2 separate regions of the Arachis hypogaea genome follow, and region 2 is linked to region 1. Evidence: chromatin contacts called from public Hi-C data. All regions are on one chromosome and are shown on one strand. The core of a region is the stretch at or near the end of the contact, and the rest is flanking DNA. Distances in the headings are between cores, read along the strand shown.

The links. Hi-C and Micro-C count contacts between places; a contact is called where the count stands out from the background.
Region 2: a Hi-C map of an unstated tissue shows a contact between it and region 1, with 3 times the contacts expected there. The contact joins the promoter of LOC112720587 here to the enhancer-like site in region 1. A contact is called at or near these places in 3 of 8 Hi-C or Micro-C datasets (leaf and an unstated tissue).

Annotation. Positions count from the first base shown.
Region 1 is chr11:27,862,683-27,868,266 of arahy.Tifrunner.gnm2.J5K5, reverse strand. No RefSeq gene overlaps it. Among protein-coding and RNA genes, the nearest start is that of LOC112720585, 4.3 kb to the right of the region's middle. Within about 2 kb of position 2,521, at least 1 of the 3 cell types and tissues checked has open chromatin away from gene starts, as enhancers often do.
Region 2 is chr11:28,056,881-28,062,464 of arahy.Tifrunner.gnm2.J5K5, reverse strand. LOC112720587 (ERAD-associated E3 ubiquitin-protein ligase HRD1B) reads left to right here and starts at 2,757. Exons shown (of 8, transcript XM_025771572.3): 1 at 2,757-3,054; 2 at 3,506-4,044; 3 at 5,113-5,289; 4 at 5,422-5,571. The coding sequence starts at 3,512.

The DNA.
Region 1 (5,584 bases), core at 1,272-3,771:
TTTAAGTGTTGTTATGTTAGGTAGATTGTTTTATGTTACCGTTTTTCAGTATAGTTATTGTTTATTGTCTATAAACATGTTGATGAATATAAGAAAGTATATTATTAGTTAATTTAGTCAAAGTTATTAGCTTGCTTTGTGAATTAGAAGGTAATTAGTGGAATAATTAATTAGGTTAACTTAGATAAGAAAGAAATGTGAGCAATAAAATTTAGAGTTGAGTTAGTTATAAATTAATTAGTTACATGATGACGTCAGTTAAATAGGGTAAACTTAAAATTAGTAGGTTTATAAGCTATTTTTCATTTAGTTTATTTTTTAATAATTTAGTGTGTGATTTTATTTTATTAGATTGTGTTTCGATGGAGCAGCAGTTATTGGGTTATGAGGATGAGATGTATAGATTGGATCACGCTAAGCACATTGTTGGGAGGCTTGATCGAGTGGTATGATTTTTTAACCTTTTTTATTTTATTGTATTGAATAAGTAGTGAATTTGCTATTATATTTCTTCACCGTCCCTTTTTTTTTCTTAATTTTTTTCCGTTTGGTAGGCGCCTCGAATCTTGCGCACCAGACGAAATCTGATGACACGGCCGTCGAAGCAGATTAGGCCGTATCTGAGACGAGCCAAGTTTGAGTACGTGGCCTATATGGTCGAGTTCGAGCACGATTGGTCGCTTACCTCAGCGTTGATAGGGAGGTGGAGGCCTGAGTCCCATACCTTTCATCTACTGTGTGGGGAGATGACTATCACCCTGCAGGACCTGGCCTATCAGTTGGGACTCAGGATTGACGGTGATCCTGTGAGTGGATGCATAGGTGGGTGGGAGCAGCACCATCAAGGACGGACCATTGAGGAGTTATGTGAGCATATTCTGAGTGTTGTTCCCGACCTAGAGGACAGACAGTCACAAACAAAGTGGACTGTGAAGCTCACTTGGCTCCGCAACACAGTTTGTGGAGAGCTGGAGAAGGACGCCACAGAGGAGCGCAAGTATGAGGACCAGTGTATCTCCTAACCTCCCACCTTTCTTGCTTTCGGCGATATGATATGAGTATGATCCAATTACAACGGGTCCGAACTGGATACATCATGCATTATACCTCAAATGGTCACTCTCTACTATTTTGTACTCCGCAGCCCTCCTGATGTTGTATTGCTTAACTGCCAACATGACTTCTTCCTTGTTCCCAAATTGTTGTCCAATCTCAAACTCATTGCTTGGGTCTTCTTCAGGACCTCCCTGGGTAAACTACAAATCCGAAGTCATTGCATCAAGATTCAACCTCGTGAAATGATCTAGCCGGTCATGTGGTCGAGAAATGGCAGGCTGTGTCAAAGCAATCTGTGTGTCACCGTAGTAGTTCATCTCCTCTTCCTCGTCACCATCATCAAGGATTTCGGGTGGTTCTTTGTCAGCATCGTCTCCATCATCGGATCTCTAATAGCAGAACCATCATGACTTTCAAGACCGTCATCCATTAAGTCAACGTTACGAACTTCAACATTAGACCCCTCCTGACTACCCTCAGGTGGCATATTTAGATCCACCATCGTCCTTCTGATAGTTCGTCTAACAACTCCACTCGTCGGACTATCATCGACAGTATCTGCAGATGATCCTCGGCCACCGAGGTCAATAAGAAACACGTATAATTCCAACAGATGAATATTGGTCCATCGATTGTGCCACGACCTTATAAGCCGTACGTTCTCGTCGCCGGGCAACCGGTACCTAATTCAAAACAATAGAAATATTGCTCACAACCATGGTCTGATAAATATACTAGTAATAGAGACAAAGATAATACAACTATAATATACCTTTTATAAAACAAATTGCCATCTATTTCGATCGGATATCTGTAGTAAATTTTTTTACCCTTTTAGATTCTTGCTGTCCGACGGAATGCAATATCACATTCTTTAAAACTGTTATACTGTTGGCTTCCGGTGTCATATAAGTAATTATCAGTTGGCCCGATCTAAAAACAATTGAATCTTCTTCATCATACACTATTTTACCATCGTAATGAATGGATAACAACGGATTTCCTCACATCATAGCGACAATGTTAATAGTGAAAAAGAAAGTAAACAGAAAAATTGTGATTCCTTGATCTTCTCTCCAATAGACTGCTTTTATTTCCGAACTCATCATAGAGTTTGTCGGAGAGTAAAGCAAATTTTATATAAATTATAAAATTCGTCGGGAAGTACGGCGAACTTGCTGTTATTTCCAAAAAAAAAAAAATTATATCCTTAAAAATAAAGCTAAAATTTTTTTTTGGAAAAATAACTAATTATTTTATTTTATTTACGAAAAAAATTCAATATAAATTGGTTATGTAAGGTATAGATGTGATTGAGATTGGTGTTAAGTCAATATCGGCAACGTATTAAAATACAATTGAATATTTATTACTTATTATTATGATACACCGGAAGAAGCTTTCGGGAATTTCAATTGGTTAGAAAATAGGAATGCATGGATCTCCTCACTCTTTTGGTAGTACGTAGTCGTGAATTTCGAACAGATTAGGATCCACTCCTTTCCTTTTCTCAGTGTACAGAACTGACCCAGAGGGGACCCAACTTGAAATGTATTATTCAATAATATGTAATTACTGGAAATAGAAGCTAAATGTTTTGTGATTCCATTAATTGCTGTTATCATAATATCGTCCATTCATTACACACAGCAATGTTTTGTGAAACTTCCTTGCATTGTTTTCTCTTAACTTGATCTGATGATGTGCGTATGACGATTTATGACACGTCATTTTAAATAATTTTTAAATTTTTTTTTTTAATTTTAATTAAATTTTTTATTTTTTAATAAAATTTAATAAATAATCAAATATTTAAAATTAGAATAATATTTTTATATTTTTAAAAATTTTAAATTTAAAAATAACAAAAATCAAACCTTTTCAAAAAACAGGCACAAAAAAAATGTAACTTAAAAAGTATGACCCAAGAAATATGATTCAAGAAAAAAGAAAACACACACGAGCCAGGACACCCAGCACGCACGTCAGGCGTATGAAACTCCACGCCTGGCGGCCTCCGTATACGCCCAGCAGCCCCCCTTTGAATATTATCTTCGCCGGGCGTCCATCCTACATTCCAACACCATGGCCGGTGTATGCATACATTCTTGGAAGTGTGTTTTCGGCTTTTTTGCTCAAATTCTTCTAATTCAAGCCCTACTTTTTTTTTTGGGACATAATTTAAGCCCTACTTAAGTACAATTATAACTCATGGATTCAATAAATTAAGGCCTAAACTTAATTACTTCTATCATCAAAAATCTTAATCACATTTAAAAGACTTGAAGATCTAAAAAATTAGTTATTGATTCACTTTAAAAGCACAAGTGATTTGGTCATTTTAGATTTGATTTGAATTTTTATTTTAAATTTAAAATTAAAGTCAATAGCTTATCATTTTTTTCAAAAGATAAAATTAGAGTAATTATCTTATCTTTCTCTCCGACAGATAAAATTAATTTAGTTTTAAATTTAAATTTTAAAATTTAGACTATAAATAAGTGAGTACGGGTGGCAACACTATTTGTACTTGTGGGTACCCATTCCCGCCCATATCTGCTCAGGGCGGGTACCCGCCCCCGCACCGGAGCGAATTTTTAACGGAACAGGTTCTTGGGCGGGACGGAGTCGGGTTTAACCTAAACCCGTCCTACCCGCTTCGGTATATGGAATATATATATAAATATATATACTTTTAATATATAATATATGTAATATATATAAAAAAAATTAGTAAAATGATTAATAATATTGTATCATATTTAAATTTTTATTTTAATTTATGTTATGTATGTAATTATGATTATATAAATTTTAAAATTTAATTTCATTTGTTGGATTCTAATAATTATAGGGACGGGTTAAGATTTAACTTTTTACTACCTTCGGATAAAAGCATGGCAGATTCAATGTGAATTATTGTAAGGTGAGACGGGATCGGATAGGACAAAACCCGCCCCTACCCATCCCATTACCACCCCTATAAGTGAGCATATAGCTAATAGAGGAGATCATCAAGTCTTTGGACTACCTCTCTTGTTTTTCTTACTTCTTCATGGTAATTAATCCTCTGTCAAAGAGTTAAGAGCTTTGTTTATGTTTTCTATGGATAATTAATCTACATTTATTTTATTTCGAAGTCTTGTATTGACCTATTTTATGATTGAGTTATTCTTTTTTCCATTCGAATTAGTGAATCGAAAGGTAAGCTAATTCTTCTTGGATTCTTTTATTATAATTGAAAAATTTGATATTTGAATCAAAACTTGAAAACTACTCTTTCATATGACTATTTAAATTCGGCTAGGAATAGTGTGCGACATACATGATTTTTAATCATTTTAATTTTCAATAAGTGATATATAATTCAAATTAGAATAACTTTTGAAAATTATGTTTTCTTTAAATATTTAATTGAACAGGACTAACTTAAATACGTGACATATAATTCAATCTAAGGATTACTTTTAAATCTTATTTGAATCTAAAAATCAGTTTTTGTGCCTAATCTCTTGATTATTTTTTTTTTTTGAAAGCAAAGCTCAACACAACAAAGGTGGAGCAAACAGGAACATAGCATAACCAAAAATAAAACTAAAGACTAATAGCTAAAATAGTCGCACGAACCGATCCTCAGTAATCTTTGGCATAGCCATCAACAACAAAAAGGATCCACACAACTCCACAGTAATCTCTTGATTAATTAATTGATGCCTAATTAATGCTTGAAAAACTAAAGAGCCAAGAAATTGGTAATTAGTTACTAAAGGTTTTGTCATGAAAGATTTTTACAAACTTCAAGATAAATAAACAAGATTGATTTTTCTAAGAGTATAAGCATCTCTAAAGCTCTTGACTCTCATTATCACTGTCTTCTTTCAATTTATCATTCAAATTCACTATCCGTAACATTCAAGTATTCAACATTTAAGATTTTCAAGACTCTTAACAAAATACTCTTTTGCTCTCTTCGATTAAATTTTATTAATCTAATTAAGTATTTAATCTATCTTTTAATTGTTCAATCTAAACGATATTCATTTATTTTAATATTATTCGTGTAATATGGTACATTTATCAATATTCATAAGTTTCAATTTTTGCTCATCAACAACCACCGTTGTTTAATTTATTTGGAGATTGAAACTTTGATATATAGATCAAATTCTTGCGGATTTTTCTTTTAGTAAATTAAATATTCAACCTGATCTTTAAAAAAAATGATAACAAGACCCTTATTTATTGTTATCATTATCGGACATTATAAAAACCTTTTGTTAGATTATAACTCTTAATATTTCTAAAAAAAATCAAGAAAACAAAAAAATTCTTTTACATATCTATTCATTCATAACAAAGAACCAATAACGTTAAAGTAAAAAGGAAAAGAAAAGTATGAGGAGATAATATATGTTTTATATAATATGTACAATGGAGTTAATTTGAAATTAAAATTAAATTATAGGTAACTAATTAATTTTGAATAGTTTTCAATTTAAAATTTAAATCAAATATTAGGATTACCGTC
Region 2 (5,584 bases), core at 1,508-4,007, 190 kb before region 1:
CTTGGGCTGAGCTTGAGTGTTGTACGTGTAGAGGTCCTTCTTAGAGTTGAACGCCAGCATTTGTGCCAGTTTGGGCGTTCAACTCTGGTTTTGGATCCTTTTCTGGCGCTGGACGCCAGAATTGGGGAGAGAGCTGGCATTGAACGCCAGTTTGCGTCGTCTATCCTTAGCCAAAGTATAGACTATTATATATTGCTGGAAAGTCCTGGATGTCTACTTTTTAACGCAATTGGAAGCGCGCCATTTTGAGTTCTGTAGCTCCAGAAAATTCATTTTGAGTGTAGGGAGGTCAGAATCCAACAGCATCAGCAGTCCGATTTCTGCTCAAGTCCCTCAATTTCAGCCAGAAAATACCTGAAATCACAGAAAAACACACAAACTCATAGTAAAGTCCAGAAATATGAATTTAACATAAAAACTAATGAAAACATCCCTAAAAGTAACTAGATCCTACTAAAAACATACTAAAAACAATGCCAAAAAGCGTATAAATTATCCGCTCATCAGGTAGGAACTTTTTGGACAGGCCTTATTGAGGCCGGTGTAGTCAATACATATCCTCCATTTTTCATTGTGCTTGTTCACGAGCATAACATTGGCTAGCCATAAGGGTATTTTACTTTGCTTATGAATCTGGCTTCTAACAGCGCTTGATTTTGCTCCTCCACCACTTATGCTCTTTCAGGACTAAGTTTTCGTCATTTCTGCTATACAGGATGTGAACTTTGGTATCCAGCTAATTTGTGGCTCATGAGATCAAGATGGATGCTCGGTATGTTAGAATCTTTCTAGGCAAAAAGGTTGGAATTCTCTTGTAGGATCGGAGTTTGATGAGATCTTATTTTAACTTTTGATCTAAATTGGTCACACATTTGCAGACTTTTTCTCCTATTTGCACCTCTTCGATTTTTCCTTTAGCTAATGTCTCACTTCTTCATGAACTCAGACACTTTTCGAGTTCTATTGAATTAACCTTTTTTCCCTTTGTTCAGCCACGTAGCCTCAAACTTTCATTATAGCATCTTCTAACTAGTTTCTGATCTCCTTTTATAGTTGCTATTCTTTCTGGGGTAGAAAATTTCATACAAAGATAGGGAGTTGACACCACTGCATAAGTCGATTTAAGGTTGACTGACCTATTAGGGCATTGTAGGCTGATGCGACATCTACCATGATGTAGTCTATGCTCAGGGTTCTTCCTTTATTCCCTTTTGTGAAGGTTATTGTAGGCAACTGGGGCACTTCTTCACATTCTCCAACCTAGTAGACTTCCTTCAGATGTCTTTTGAGAGAGGATTTTGTTATCCCTCCCTTGCAAAGCCACCAACGATCATGTAGATGTGTCTCTCAAGGTTCCTTGTTGTTTATCTCATCTTCTCTGTTTCTTCATCCTTTTTCTTTTTGTTGGTTTCATCTGATTTTCCAGTAAGGTATTTATCCAGCTAATCTTTTTTGGCCAATTTTTCAATCACATTTTCAGGTCGTAGCAGTCGTTGGTTGAATGATCATAAATTTTGTGATACTCACAATATTCAGATCGATTTCCCTCTTTCTTACTTCGAATGTGCCTAGGAGGTGGTATCATTTCACTGTGGCAAATTTCTCTATAAACATCAACCAGAGAGACTCGTAGTGGAATATAGGAATAATATCTCCTAGACTTGTCCGAGTTGTATTCTTCTTTTTTCTTGAGCTCCTGCTCTTTTTTCTGAGGCTGGTACTAATTACTTTGTCCTAAGGTAGGTCTTCTCAACATTGTAATTTCCTCCATATTGATATATTTCTCGGCTCGTTCTTGAACCTCATACAGAGAGGTCGGGTGCCTCTTTGAAATGGATTGTGAGAAGGGACTTTTCTTGAGGCCATTAATAAGTCCCATGCACACCTTGTTGAACCTTTCCATATAGACCCTAAGTGATTCGTGGACCTCTTGCTTGACTCCCAAGAGGCTTAGGACATATTTAACCTTGTCTTTCTAGATCAAAAACCTTATGAGAAATAGTCGTCGAAGCAGGTGACCGACCTTGAATGGAGATTGTCAAACCACTTCATGACCACCTTGGTTAAAGTAGTTGGGAAGGTTTTGCATCGAGTCGCATTAGAGGCATCAGCCAAACACACAGATTTTGAAATTACTCAGGTGGTGGCGAGGGTCGGTCATCCTATCATAAAAGGTCCATGTTCGGGCTTTTAAAATTTCTAGGGACTTTAGCTCTCATAATTTCTTTTGAGAATGGATCTTCAGATCCTAAAGGTGTAGCTCTTCGATCAGCTCAAGATCTTCACCCTTTAAGATCAGATTCCAATCTCGGAATCTCTCTAGCTTTTCCTCCAAGTCTCTACGAGCCGTCTTTAGAATGGTTATCCGCCATGGTTGTGTGCTGATTTTCAGGTCCCCGACAACAGCGTCAATAGCAAGGTGTTATTCATATATATTTTATTTTTTATCAAAGATAGAAAGACTCAAACCTGCGACCTCTTATATGAGTGTGAGAAGACTATGTCATTTGAGCTATAACTCATTGGCTAGTTGTTTTTTTTGTTTTTACCAAAGATAGAAGACTCAAACCCGTAACCTCTTAATTGAGTATGGGAAGATTATGTCATTTGAGCTATAACTCATTGACAACTCATTGGCTAGTTGTTATTCATATATATTAAACATATTTTATTAAATTTAATTATTTTAATTGAACGGATAGAATCTCTAAATCACCAAATCAATAACTAGAACGGCTTAAGCTTCAGAATATTGAGTACCCTGGAGAAGAAATGTTTAACTTGTTAAGATAATATTTTACGAACCCTAATTGGCCTGTCCACGCAGCGACGTACGTGGCAAGATCTGGTTGGCTATGCATACATCATGTCCTTATTTTAACATCAACTATTTAAGACTCAAAATTGTAAATACAAATAGATTGAAAAGAAAAAAAAAATTGGAAAATATCCACGGAGCTGGTAGCTACCGACGATCGTCTTTCGGTTCCGATTAGGACCTCACCAACACACAGAGTGGGAGAGAGAGACAGAGAGAGAGAGAGCACTCGCTTGGTAATTCATCTCTTCAACCAACGACTTTTAATTCTTTCAAATTTTAGTTTTTCTTGAATTCCTTTAACGCCGTCTTGATTTGATTCCAAGTTAGGGCTCACGGTAGTGCTGTAATTCATATGCATAAGCCTTTTTTTTATTCTTGTCTTTTCTTTTTTCTTTCTATCGATTTGCCATTGAATATGAAGTTAAGGATCATGCATTCTATTTATCTGCATTTTCTCGTTATCTTCGAATGCCAAATAGTGATTGACTAGCTCACTAATTTATGGATTTTCTATGACACCTCAATTGTTTAATTTAGTTTTCTAGGATAAATTGTATTATTTCGTCTTGTTCATGCTTATTTGTGAAAAATCCAAATGCATATGAAGTCCTAGTTACAGGTTTAATTAGCTAATTTAGGGTTTCAGATTTTAATTAAATGATGGTTTATTGTGCTTTTGTGTAGGGCGGAATGATGAGGCTGAAGACATATGCCGGTCTCAGTTTGATTGCAACCCTGGCTATCACATATCATGCATTTAACAGTAGAGGCCAGTTTTATCCGGCAATGGTGTATCTTTCAACTTCCAAGATCAGCTTAGTGCTTCTTCTCAACATGGGTTTGGTTATTATGTGTATTCTATGGCAGTTGACTAAAAAGGTATTCCTGGGTTCTCTTAGAGAAGCTGAGGTAGAAAGGCTTAACGAGCAATCGTGGAGGGAGGTTATGGAAATCCTCTTTGCCATTACTATTTTTAGGCAGGATTTCTCAGTTACGTTTCTTGCGATGGTCACAGCGCTATTGTTGATTAAAGCTTTGCATTGGTTGGCTCAAAAGAGGGTTGAGTACATTGAGACAACTCCTACGGTGCCCATGTTGTCCCATGTTCGGATTGTATCTTTTATGGGTTTCCTCCTTCTCCTCGATAGCCTATTCTTATACAGTAATCTGAAGCATCTGCTACAAACATGGCAACCGTCAGTTTCGATATTCTTCTCTTTTGAGTAAGCCTTCTTTCTTTTCATTCTCTTGTGCTCAGACAAGTTGCAAAACAAAACATGACTAATGTAAATGCAGAACTATGAATAGTACTCAGCTGAATTTTGGCTTGGATGAGAATTCCTTGACTTAAGAACATGCTCTGTTTCTACCTTGATTCATATTTGAATAAACCCTTGATGTATCAATTTTCTTATTATTGTGGAATCCTTGATTTTTCTTGCAGGACCAAATGCATATCAATAATAAATATAAATGTGAAATTGACCAACTATTTGGATTAATTTTCCATTTCTTGTTTCCATTGTGGTAATAGTGAAATCTCATGTTTCTTTTTGTCATTTCATTTGCCAATTCATTTACAAAATCATGAAACATAGAATTCAAGCCATGGTAATAGGAAATGAAAACGGAAACCAAACTTACCCTATTTCCTGATCTTTGTTTTGTTTTCCTTTTACGTTTTTCCCTGAATATCTATTTCCTGTTATTTGATAAAGCTCTGCATCCTATTTTTGAAATATCATGTAGTTAGCCACTAATATAATTATCAGGTTAGGCTGCGTATATTATACCTTTGGGTGTGGCCTTCTCCCATATCCTGCGTTAGTGCAGGATGCTTGTGCACCGGGCTGCCCTTTTTTATGTAGTTAATTGCAAAAGTTTGATATGATAGATTCTTAAAAATTCTTGATTAAGCTATCTCATTTGCATTCTTGATTTTTAATCTTGTCAAACAAAGGGAATTTTATATGTGATACTCAGTAAATGTTGTTTTTTTTTTATTCATATGAATAAATGTAGTTATATGCCTTGTTTGTGTCTCTGATACATATGATTGCATTAATATTTGAAGCTATGATCTTATGAATCACATGGAAAACACTTGTACTATGCTGTAAAACCACAAATAGGATATATGAAGGAAAAAAAATACTAAATAGGAGTGTGTATGTGAGTTTATTCATATGTGCAGTTTCAGTTGTATTTGTTAGCTGATGTATTCTACTAATATTGTGGCGTAATTATATATAATCACGGTTTTCCTCAACAAATGATCTTTTCTATCTCAGGTACATGATACTGGCAACGACAACAGTGTCGATTTTTGTAAAATATCTTTTCTATGTTAGTGACATGCTCATGGAAGGACAATGGGAAAGGAAACCAGTCTTCACATTCTACTTGGAACTTATCAGGGACTTGCTTCACTTGTCTATGTATCTGTGCTTCTTCCTCGTAATTTTTGTGTAAGTGATCAGCCAACTCCTCTTTCAATATTTATGGGAGCCTTTATATCTATTCAATACAGAAGCCATTTGGTTTGCTCATTTTTTTGTCTCTTTTAATATTTACCAACTAATATTTGGTTTATCTCTCAGAAACTATGGTGTTCCTTTGCACTTAATACGGGAGCTCTATGAGACATTTAGGAACTTCAAAGTCCGTGTTGCAGATTACATACGATATCGTAAGATCACTTCAAATATGAACGACCGTTTTCCAGATGCAACGCCTGAAGAGCTTAATGCGTTAGTTCAAAAC